Regions from separate parts of the Gossypium hirsutum genome. Here region 1 is linked to region 2. Evidence: chromatin contacts called from public Hi-C data. All regions are on one chromosome and are shown on one strand. Each heading gives the region's core, a stretch centred on a gene start, on an enhancer-like site or on the middle of the called end of the contact. The rest is flanking DNA. Distances are from core to core; before and after follow the strand shown.

Region 1 (2,700 bases), core at 79-2,578, 100 kb after region 2:
CAAGCTCTATATATACAATATACAATGTACAAAGAAGGGTAATTCATGGATTCATTCAAGAAACAAAAACAGAATAATTTTGCATTCAGTCTTGTTCATCTTCAATTTCAGAATAGAGATTAGCTAGTTACAAAGTCATTTAAAAACCTACCTTCTATCATAGTATCAGTCGCTTGGTGATCCTTGGCTATGGCAACCATACATTCTACTGACTTCGACTCTGTTGAGTCGAGTGGCTCCGTGTTCACTGCCAATCGGATCATAAATTCCTTCCCTAAGCATGAGGTGGTGAAGCTTAACGAGGGAGCTTTTGTTCAATTGAAACAACAAGTGCAGTTAATTGTGGCCAGCTATGATTTGACGGGGTTTCTTGATGGTACCCTATCGGCCCCGATGAGGTTCGTTCAAGCACCCGACGGTGCTCTCGTTGCAAATCCTTTTGCTTCAATTTTCAATCAACAAGACAATCTCCTCACGTCGTGGCTATTATCCATGATTAGCCCTTCATTCCTATCCTCCTTCACAAATGTCTAAACCGCATGCGATGTGTGGATAACGACTAACAACTTGTTTACGGCGAACACGGACACAAAGCAGTCATGGTTTCGCCACGAACTGCACTCTCTCACAAAAGGTATTCTCTCTATAAAAAGTTATATTACTAAAATAAAAAGCTTGTATGCTCTTTTTAAAGCGTCTAGATCTCAAATCTCGAAGGCCGAAAGGACTGAGATCACGCTTGCGGGTCTGCCCTTCGAGTTTGATGCCGTCGTATCCTCTACCTCGCTCTCTTTGGTCTGTTAACATTTCAACGATTGGTCGATGCTCTTCTTGAGTGTGAAGCTTGATAGGCGAAGACGGTTCAAGAGGTCGTGTTTGCTGCGAATCTTGTGGAAGGCACTCCGTCGCCGACGGTAGACAGATCTCCTCGTGTTGGCCATTCGCCTTCTCATGGTTGTGGATGAGGTTTTCGCTCTCGGTTTCAATGTCAGATCTGTGGCAGGTACAGTCACATCGTCCAAAGGTGTTATTACCGGTACCACCGTGAATAGTAGTCACCGGTAGTGGCTCCGGTGTCGCACCAAGGAGGGCCGTCTCATTGGTTGCTTATGGAGGCGTTGCTTGACGCGATTATGGGTAATAGATGGTATTTTCATAAGCCACGACGCCCTCGGTTCACCAATGATGTTGGTTAAAATTGGATTGCCAATAGCCAAAATTGGTTTGTGCCTCAGAAAGAGCTTGTTATGAATCCTTATACTAGGCCGAACGTTGGGGTGCAGATTGTCCTTGTACATGGGCCGCATGAAATCAATATGCCACACCTGTCCATGCTATATACAAATAGGCCAAACCCCCCAATGATGCACACAAATCAACCAAACAATGGGCTTTCAAGGCCAAATGCCCTACCTATGCCTATTGGGCCTGTCTCAAATCATGTTCAATTTGATTTGTCTTTTGGCTTGGAGCTGAATGTTAGTCCGTCGGGTGGTGCACCGATTCCTTAGAAAACTAAACCCCGATCTCGTGTTTACTCCGAGTCTGATCTGTGTATCGGGCTTCCTCGAGAAGGTAATATTCATGCATCAGATTACTTCGACTCTTCTGGTTCTCATATCAATTTCGCGCAGCTTGGGTCTCATGGTGATGGCATGGAGTCATATATTCCTATGCCGGTTGGCACTGCGTCATGGTATCCTGACTCTGGCGCTAGTAATCATGTTTGTCGGGATCCATAGGCTCTGAATAACACTACCCCGTATTTAGATACGTCTTCTCTCTTAATAGGTGATGGAACACCCGCCTCGATTTTGTCGGTTGGCCATAGTTTTTTACCCACTCAGTCTAAATTGCTATGCTTATCTAATGTTTTATGTGTTCCAAGTATAAGGAAAAACCTCTTATCAGTATCACAATTTGCCAATGACAATGGTGTGTTTTTTGAATTTCATCCGACATATTGTGTTATTAAGGACATTATAACACGAGAAACTTTGCTGAAGGGCCACATTCGTGATGGACTATACCATTTTTCGGTGCCTGTGATGTCTACTCAGTCAGTCGAAGCTCCAGTTGCTAATTCATCTGTGCTTCAGCATACGTCCAAGGATTGTAATGTTTTTTCTTTATGGCATAACCGTCTTGGTCACCCATCTGCTAGTGTTGTTAAAGCTATTTTAGACGAATGTAGTATTGCCTCGAATAAATATTGTCTTGATGCTATATGTACCGCATGACAAAAAGGGAAGCCACATAAATTGCTATTTCCTGTTTCCACTACTGAATATAGTGATCCTTTTACCTTGGTTGTCTCTGATCTCTGGGGCCCTGCATCTGTTGCATGTGAAAATAATTGGTATTATGTGTCTTTCATTGATGTATGTACTCGCTTTACGTGGATCTATCTGATTCGTCGAAAATCTTAAATTGTGCACTATTTTGTTCAGTTTCAGCAATTGTTAAAACTCAGTTTGGAAAGACTATTAAATAGTTTCAAAGTGATTAGGGCGGAGAGTATCGAGCCTTCAAGTCTGTCCTAGCTTCGCAAGGGATAATTTATCGATTAACGTGTCCACATACTTCTGAACAAAATAGAGTGGCTGAGCGCAAACATCACCACATTGTTGACATGGGTATCACCCTTTTGGCTCAAGCAAATCTATCTATGGCATACTAGGGCTATGCGTTTTACTGTGC
Region 2 (2,700 bases), core at 190-2,689:
TGGTTATACAGATGGTTATATGAATGGTTATATGAATTGGTTATACAAAATGGTTGTGTGAAATGTTTACAAGAATTGGTCATATGAAAATATATGTACAAAATAGTTGTATGAAACAATTAAGAAGATAGATAAATGAAATAAATATAGGTACATGGAATTTAATTTATGTTAAGCTTAACATGAACAATTACCGAAATAAATATACATAAGATATATGGAAATGATGGTGTATGAAATTTTTATATAACGAAATGAATGATATATGCTTATGAAGAAATGGTAAGAGAATAATATGTTTCGTGACATGTACATATATGATTATCTTTGATATGTTAATAGAAGAAAATTATGTAAATTAAGAATCATTATTAAACTTAAGTGTGATATGTCGAGAAAATAGGTATATCAATGTTGAAATTATATGAAATATGTACAAGTATACTAACAATGTTGTTGTTTGATACTTAAACAAGTGCCAAGTTATTGATTGAACGGTAATATGTTTATTTATATGATGCATTGAATCAGTAAGTATTTAATTAAAATTTTTTGTTAAATGATATGTAAATTCTAATAATGCCCCGAAACCCTATTTCGGCAACGAATACGGGATAGGGGTGTTACAGGAAGAAAAGTGAGAAGAAAGAAAATAAGAGTGATAATTTTTCGTCTTAATACATAAAAAATCAATTCTTTCAAATTGGAACTATGAAAGGAAAGAAAATGAGAGACAAGTGTATGTTAGTTCAAATTAAATATTTTTCAATTGTTTTAATTTCTTTTCTTTTACTTTTCAACTCTACCAAATAACAGAGAGAAAGAAAATTGTATTTTTTTTCTATTTTTCCATCTATCCTACCAAGCACACTTATGAAAAGAAAATTTATATTTTTCATCCTTATAGTTTTCCAATCCTTCAATTTTCCATCTTTCTAATTTTCTTTCCTTTGTACCGAGCAAAACAATTTGATAAAAATTACCAATGACGATAATGATTGAACTCGAATTTCAAATTGAAAAAGTCTGACATTGAATTTTTAACTTATAAAGAACAAGGACTAAATCTCAAATTTTGTCAAAGTATAAGAAGTAACATCACATTTTAACCAATTCTAGAATTCCATTTTTTATTTTAAATCCGAAAATTTAAAGATGAAAATGAAAGGGGTGAAACTAATCCTGGGCCTAATGAGCCCATAAAGATTTATGGGCCTAAACGAAAAGAACCTCGTAATGTGAAAACACAACTTTAACAACAACCATTAATGAGATGTCACATGTAAGAATAATAAAATATAATCAATTTACACGTTGACTAATAAAGAAATGAGGAAAAAATAAAAAATCCTGATTTTTGTGATACACGTTGGCATTGTTTGTAAACGTGGCAAAGCGTAAACAAACGTTATTGTTATTATTTTATCATGATCGGTCTGCCTAAATTTTTATTTTATTTTTTGCTGATTCTGTTTATTATTTATATGTATTTCGAGCAGCCAGAAATGAACTGCAATTTAGTATTTACAATTGCAAACACAGTGTCCCAACAAAATTCGCTTTTGGGTTTGATAGATCGCTTCACTTGCTAATTTGGATGTTACTATTTTCTGAGTGTTAGGTAATTTTTCACTCAACCCTTCCTTTATTTATTTATTTTTGTTCCAGTTAAAGATCCGAGTAAATGCACCTGAAATTCATGCGGTTTCTCCTTCAATTCTTTTAAAATTCTGAATTATGGTTTTTTTTCTTGCATTTGATTTTATTTTGTAAAAATTTTCTGTTTCTTTCACTAATTATCTGTTGATGACGTTGAAGTAGAATGGTTGAGTTTGGGAAAAATTAACAGTATGATTAGCAGTGAAAGTTTTATGATCATTAGGTGGGTTGATCTGAAATTGAGTTAGAAGTGTTATATATCTTTCTTCTTTGTATTGATGGGTGATGTAAATTGGGGAAGAGGGTCTTCTTTTTTCTTTTTTCTTTTTTTGCAGTGTTTTCTATGTAATTTTTTTTTTGGGGGGGGCGGAGGTGATGGGGATTAATCTTTGAACACAATTGCAGGGAACTTGGTTTAAATGAATTATTTAGTCCAATGCTATGTTAGTTTAATTATATTGTCTTCCTTTCTTTTGGGGGTAGAGACTTTAGAGGTTGGGGGAATAGTTGAATCGAATTTCATAGACTTTGGCTTGGCTTTTAGGAGAAGAAAGAGGAGTAAAGGGTGTTTCCTTTTGATTTATGTTAAGTTTGTGCTAGCTGAAAGTCAAAGAATGGCCTGAAGATGCATTTGTTGGGTCTAATAATGAGCATTGCATCTTATAGTTTTACTTCGGTTCTTTCATCTGTAACATTTTCATTGATCAATGGAAGTCCAATGACATCAACATTGCAGCAAGCAGGCTAAAATTCATGGGGGCTGTTCTGAGCTTGGCTGCACCAAGGAGTTCGATAAATGACTGCAACGAGGTCTTACAAAGTGGAACGTGCAAGAAAAATAAGTCCTCATGCTTGAATGAAGATAACTCAAGATTGATTCCTTGTCTTCCTGATGAGCTGTCATTGCAGATCCTTGCTCGACTTCCTAGAATTCACTACTTCAATTTAAGGTTGGTGTCACAGAAGTGGAAGGCGACTGTTATGAGCCCTCAACTGTTTAATTTGAGAAAAGAACTTGGAAAGACAGAGGAGTGGTTATAT

The links. Hi-C and Micro-C count contacts between places; a contact is called where the count stands out from the background.
Region 1: a Hi-C map of leaf shows a contact between it and region 2, with 2.4 times the contacts expected there. The contact joins the enhancer-like site here to the promoter of LOC107962472 in region 2. A contact is called at or near these places in 9 of 34 Hi-C or Micro-C datasets (cotyledon, fibers, hypocotyl and 2 more).

Annotation. Positions count from the first base shown.
Region 1 is chrA06:6,302,218-6,304,917 of Gossypium_hirsutum_v2.1, forward strand. No RefSeq gene overlaps it. Among protein-coding and RNA genes, the nearest start is that of LOC121230362, 16 kb to the left of the region's middle. Within about 2 kb of position 1,329, at least 7 of the 9 cell types and tissues checked have an H3K27ac peak or open chromatin away from gene starts, as enhancers often do. A contact at or near this core is called in cotyledon, fibers and leaf, where this site is marked.
Region 2 is chrA06:6,200,014-6,202,713 of Gossypium_hirsutum_v2.1, forward strand. It overlaps LOC107962472 (F-box/kelch-repeat protein At1g22040), which reads left to right and starts at 1,440. Exons shown (of 2, transcript XM_016898881.2): 1 at 1,440-1,621; 2 at 2,396-2,700. The coding sequence starts at 2,413.